Linked DNA regions of Gossypium hirsutum: region 2 is linked to region 1. Evidence: chromatin contacts called from public Hi-C data. All regions are on one chromosome and are shown on one strand. The core of a region is the stretch at or near the end of the contact, and the rest is flanking DNA. Distances in the headings are between cores, read along the strand shown. Region 1 holds the start of LOC107895255. Region 2 has its middle 12 kb from the start of LOC107895245.

Region 1 (3,176 bases), core at 258-2,757:
TCTCTTGGACATTGTCTCTGGTACTAGTCTATTTCGAAAATAATGATGCACATGAAGTCTGCAAGCATTGTCTATTTCAACAATAATGATGCTATACAAAAGGTGTGCTATGCATGTTTATATTCACCTTCAACATTTGCCAACTACTTAATCCCGAATTCAAGTTGTGCGGACTTTTGTTCTATGGATAATAGCTTTCTTGAGCTCGATTTTGCTTGTTCTACAGATTTGCTCTTCTTACTTCTTATACGCTTATATTTTCATGTATTTTCGTTTTTATCAGATTATCGAGCGTATCAAGAAGTATTTTGATATTTTAGGAGGACCTGCAACTTTTATCCAGGTATCTATTTATGGTACTGGCTTGTTACTAACTAATGAAATGTGAGCATCCTATTGTTGTTCATAAGTATAGGTACCAACTGGTCCTTGAAAAAGACTTGGATTTGAAAGTTTCCATTTCTGATTCAAGTCTTTATGCCATTACCAAAGGTATTGAGTCAATTGTTTTCATGGCTTTCCGGTGGGTGTCATAGGCAGCAGTTCCCCATATAATAGAGCAAACTGACAACGTTTTCTTCAAGAAAACTATCAACACGCTGAAGCAGACATCGGATATTTGTTGGGATATGATAAAGGAAATCCCTTGCCTTACTTGTCCCCAAAAGCCTCAGGGGTCAATGGCTGTCATGGTAATGGACCAATATAATTCGCAATGTCTGTTTGAAACTCGGATGGATTCATAAACATGTTCCAGTTAATTTTGTTCATGTATTTCACAGATTAAACTAAATATTTCCAGTCTGGAAGACATCAGCGACGACATCGACTTCTGTTTCAGGCTAGCCAAAGAAGAATCCGTTATTATTCTTCCTGGTAACTAACAAATCAAGTCAAACATTTATGAACATTATATGTTATCATAAGCATGATTCCTCTTGTTAGATTAGGGAACAATGACAAGCAAAGTCGAATACCGTCTTATCCTAGTAGACTAAGCAATCACTCTTAAGAAGTAGCACCAAGTAGGTTTAGGGATCGAATCAAGGCATCTATGGCCCCTTCTATCCACTGAGAAGCAAATTTCTGATGCAGGTACTGCAGTGGGGTTAAAAAATTGGCTCCGAATCACTTTTGCTGCAGATCCACAGTCTCTGAAAGAAGCATTAGGGAGGTTAAAATCATTCTGCAAAAGGCACACCAAGCTAATGCTGCAGCAGCAGCAGTAGCAATATTAGAAAAGTTGAAGCTATACAAACATGGCGTCAAGCCTCATACAGTATACCAGCAACCGTTACTGCTGCTCCGCATCTTTGATGCTTTTTAATATATTGTAAACAACACTTAAAAGATGTTAGATATGGTTAGTTTAATGGAAAATACAATGTTCTTAGATCCATCTGCAAAGCAGTCTTCCGTATGTGATAAAATTTCCCCAAGAATCGAAGTATATGTCCGACATACGTATTTATGTTTAGTTTTTTTTAAATGTTTTTCATGGTGGTACGAGAATGTATCTCTTAAAGACAACTATATAATTTCGACAAGTGGACCTGCTTGTAGACAGGTGAAACTTCAGAACATAGTCTTAAAACATGTTTCTGTAGCTAAAGTCCAGTCTGAGGATGAAGGATATTTTGAATAGCATAAATTTGTTGTTAAGATTCTTTTTGTGTTTTTTCTCACAGCAGTCTTCTTAGAGCTACCTTTGTCCCATAGATTCCAAGCCAAATATAATATATACTATAAAATTTCCCTTTCAAGTAAGTAAAAGAGACAAGAGATAGGATAATAGAGTGGGAAGTATGTATTATTTATTCATCAATAACATAGTTATAAACATAAGATTAATGAATAATATAAAATTCCAAACCCATGTCTTTCTGACGGTTGAATAAAAAACTTTTTCTTTCCCTTTTCAGCCGTCTGATATGTGATTGACGACCAAAGGCCAATTAGTCTACAATCATTTATAGCAATACTTTCACCGTAAAGCTTGACCTTTAAAGATGAGTTCTCAAGGATTGTCCAATGTGGGAGTTAGTGCTGATACGGGGGATCTGGGGGAGGAGAATCGGGTCACGTTTAAGGATATGCTTCTTGGTGATGGTAGCACCAGGAAGGAGGCCTAGGAAGACGACGAGATGGTGATGTAATAACGGCGGTCATAGATGGTATTCCGTCTAAATGCTTTTAGGAGAGGGTGCATTCGTTGATTGAAAAAATTATGTGCCTCACCCTGATCATTAAGTTGATAGGAAGAAGAGTAGGTTTAATGCTTTATTGAGTAAGGTGTATGCCTTTTGGAAACCAAAATCCAAAATTTTCCTCGAAAATTTGCTCGCATGCTGGATCTTGGGAAACCACTATTGAAGATTCGAGTTGATGTTGTCTTGCAACATGTAAAGTATGAAAGCCCTTCCCAGTGTTTGTTTTGGATGCGGGAGGTATGGACACATCCAAGACTTGTGCCCATCGCGGGAAGAAAACGTTAATGCTTTTGAACCTAGCGATAAAGAAGAAGTTCCGACGTCAGACAGATCGGAGAGTGGAGTCAGAGCGTTTTGGTGGCTTAAGATTTATTGTTTTATTGGACAGCCATGAATTAATGGAGAATCGTACGGATGATTCGATAGATCAAAATCCATCCATTCCGTTGAATTCTGGTTCTACTTTTGGCGCTAGGAATAATGGTCAACATAAGGAACCCACTAGCAAGTTAAAAGGGAAAGAAAAAGCAATGGCCAAATGGGCCAAGGTTTCGGTCAAGGCTTTAATGAATGTGGCTGCCAGTGATGCGGCTAATTTGGTGGGCGGGGTTTGACCTGGGTTGATGATGGGTCTAAGATGGGGTCCAGTTGGCACCCAGGAAAATGAATTGGATAGGTATCGGTCGGTTCTCTTGGATACTACTTTAGACAAGGGTAATAATCGGGTTATTGGATTTGATGAAAACTTGGACCCGTTGGGGACAGCAATACATTCTGGGTTAAGCTGTAACGCAGCATCGTCATCCAATGAGCGTATTCGTGCAACAAAACCAATGGAGTCGGGAGCTCAAGTACGGAGGAAGGTGGTGCCTCTGTGTGTTGCTGTGGATGTAATGATCTCAGGCATTGAACCATATTCTGATGATGGAGGCTCGAACCCATTGTCATGGGAGGTGAGCAGGCACA
Region 2 (3,176 bases), core at 299-2,798, 150 kb before region 1:
CCTAGGGAGTTTAAGATCCAGATTAATGTTTACTAACAATGGCCTATGATTGGACTTTATTCGAGTTAGGTGTGTTATTAAGCATTGAGGAAATGATTGGCACCAAGTTGCATTTCCTATTGCTCAATCTAGTCTTTCAAAGACACCTCCTCGTTTCCAAGTGAATGAGGGTCCTTGAAATCCTAAGTCTTGAAGATTTTTAGATTCCATGAAGTCTCCAAAGAATGGGCACCTCTTCCCTATGATATTACCACATTTTTTATCTTCAACAGAAAGAATTGTATCAAAATCACCTATTGCCATCCAAGGGGAGTGATCCGATGGTATAGTTATTTTTAAAGCTTCCCATAAATTCTTTCTTTTAGTGGAATTGGGGATTCCATATACGATAGCCAGTAGGATAGGTTGTGTTGTTCCCACATTATGAATTTTAACAAGAATAAATTGGGGATGATTTTGAATTATTTCTTGGTGAATTGTCTCATTCCACCCTATCCAAATTCCCCCTAAAAACCCTATTGCTTCTACGCGGTGCCAGTGATGAAATCTAAGTTTAACAATTATTTTATCTTATTTGCTACCATTTACCTTTGGCTCTAAAAGCCCTACAATATCAGGTCTAAATTCCATATTATATTCTCTAAAGATGCGTAGGAATTTGGGACTTGCGGATCCTTGACAATTCCAGACAAAAATTGATAAACTAATTTTGTTATTCATCATAAAGGTTTAGAAGGAATTTACCCAATCTAGTGTTGACATCGTGCATCATTTCTACTTTCTGCGTTCCCATGTCCTTCTTCATTTGTTTTGATGAAGATGCTTTGCTTGACTTGCTCTTGTAACAAATCCACCGTATTAGCCATTGACTCTGCCAGGAGAATTTTGGGGGACGAGACTTTAAAAGGGCTTCATTTATCCTGAATTATTTTATTGAGTTTTTGCCCTTTTGTGTTGCCATTTGTTTTCCCCCCACTAGTGCTTACTACGGGTGAATTCTTTTTTTGCCCCATATTATTTTTGGATGGTAGTCATTCTTGCTGATTTCCCATATGATGATTTGGATCTTTGAACGCCACTATTGATTGTTTGGTTGAATCTAGGATTCCAACTGTAGGAGTTATCGCGACTTCTTTTATGCTTTCGATGTTGAAGTGAAGGTTAGGTTGAAATCCTAGTTTTGTTGGTAGCTGTGAATATTGAATTTCTCTCAAGATCTGATTTTCATTCTTTGCAGTATTTCCTTTATCTCCTGCAGCTTCTATTTCCAATTCTCCCTTTGATTGTTGTGTCTCTAACTGTGTTTCTTTCAAATTAATATTTTTTTATTCTGTTTCTATTTTTTTTATCCTGATTTGGTCTGCATTGCGCCTGGTAGATCGTTCTTTCTTGAATTAGAATCACTTCGGTCTCTTTTAAGAGAAGCATTAGGCCCAAACATTTTGGGCTGAGTTTGCTTATTGGATCTTGGACTAGCTGGAGACTGCTTATCAAGTCTTTGTTGGAGTTGGCCCGTGGGTGAGGGTCCATTTTTTGCCTCTATTGGGCATGCCACATTCCCAGCCTCTGTTTGGGTTTAACTGTTATCTATATCGGCCTATTCTCTTCTAAGCCCATTTCTTCATTTAGGGTTTCTAAGGGTTGAAACCAAATACTTTCTTATTTCTTCTCTTTGGCTACACCATTTTTGTTCTGATGTTCTTTTGACCATGGCTGGTTATGTTTTTTTACAAGCATCCAAGGGTCGTAATCACCAGAGCTGTTTGTAGAATTGTTTTCACTTAACTCAGATCTATTTTCCGAAACTGGTTCTTTATCCAAGAAATTTTCTTTTGATGGTTTTTGAGTAGTCACTGATTTTGGACACAAATCTTGTGTATGTCCATAGTGACCGCAGGAAAAACAGACCGTGGGAAGACCCTCATACTCAATTCTTTGTGGAACTCCATTGATTAAAAACTTGCGACGAAAGGGCCTTTTCCAATATTAACGTAGACCGCCATTCTTGCGAATCTTCCCCGAACTCCATTATCAGTGTTGAAATTGCGACCCTTCCCACCATTCCCCCTAACTCCTAGAGTATTTTCTTTTTGTACATATGCCCAGGCAGTCCTGGTAATCGTATCCAGGCCATGACCATATTTAGGTATGGCTGTGAGAGATTAAATTCGATACTCCAGAGATAAACGGTTAGATATTCCCTATAAACTATCCAAGGCCCTTGACTTAAAACTCTTTCAAAGTCTTCGACGTTCTGAAATGTAGTCAAATAATAACCGTTTTCGATGTCCATTAATCGGAATGGTAGAATCAGTTTCCACAAGGAGTGTATCTTATTTTGTAGTGTTGCGTAACCAATGTTTTTTCCCAATAGCTTAATTACTATCGCAAGCTTCATATCTTTTATGAGTAACTGATTAACTCGATTGGAGAAATCTATTTCCGGTATGCCATTTACTGAGGAACTCATAATATCTTCTTCTAGCAGTTCTAAGTCGTCATCATCTTCATCTCTAATTATTGTTCCTGTTTTATCTTTGATTTGCGGGTCTGTACCCATGAGTCGATCTTTCCATGACCTAGGTTGTTTGCTGTCGAATTAGTTTCCATCACAACATATGTATCTTGATCTTGAACGTTGATCGCTCCTTCTTATGTTTGTCGCATACCGCTCCGTCTATCGCCGATTCCCTCTTGCTCTACAGACTCCATAGGACTTCTAATATGATAACTTTAAAACATATGGTAACTCATTCTTAATATAAATATATATGGAATATAAATTAAATATTTTTTAAGAAATTAATATAAATTGTATGTGAAATTTAACTTAAATATATAAATCATATTTATAATTTATAGTTAAATATAAATACGAGGAAATTTAATAATTTCGCACACAAACTGTCTTTTAAGAACTCAAAAGCTAAAATTTTTAGCTTTTTTACTCAAAGCCAAATGCTAAAATTTTCAACTTTTCTGCTTTAATTTGGAAAGTTGATTTTGTTTGAAAAGCCTTTTGTTTAGTATTGCTTGTGACTTATTGGTTTAACTTTAAAAGTGATTTTGAAAAACAATGTTAAACACAACAAAAGTTTATGAGTTACTATTTGTGATATATGCATGAATGGATGAAATTTATTAAATTAAGTTCACTAAATTTACCAATTTCCAAA

What was found. Hi-C and Micro-C count contacts between places; a contact is called where the count stands out from the background.
Region 2: a contact with region 1 is called in a Hi-C map of leaf, with 1.6 times the contacts expected there. The contact joins the enhancer-like site here to the promoter of LOC107895255 in region 1. A contact is called at or near these places in 3 of 34 Hi-C or Micro-C datasets (hypocotyl and leaf).

What each region holds. Positions count from the first base shown.
Region 1 is chrA13:97,229,346-97,232,521 of Gossypium_hirsutum_v2.1, reverse strand. LOC107895255 reads left to right here and starts at 1,507. Exons shown (of 2, transcript XM_016820539.2): 1 at 1,507-3,176. The coding sequence starts at 2,834. LOC107895254 (probable aminotransferase TAT2) reads left to right here. Exons shown (of 7, transcript XM_016820538.2): 4 at 284-343; 5 at 537-692; 6 at 783-876; 7 at 1,096-1,463. The coding sequence ends at 1,229.
Region 2 is chrA13:97,374,818-97,377,993 of Gossypium_hirsutum_v2.1, reverse strand. No RefSeq gene overlaps it. Among protein-coding and RNA genes, the nearest start is that of LOC107895245, 12 kb to the left of the region's middle. Within about 2 kb of position 1,548, at least 8 of the 9 cell types and tissues checked have an H3K27ac peak or open chromatin away from gene starts, as enhancers often do. A contact at or near this core is called in leaf, where this site is marked.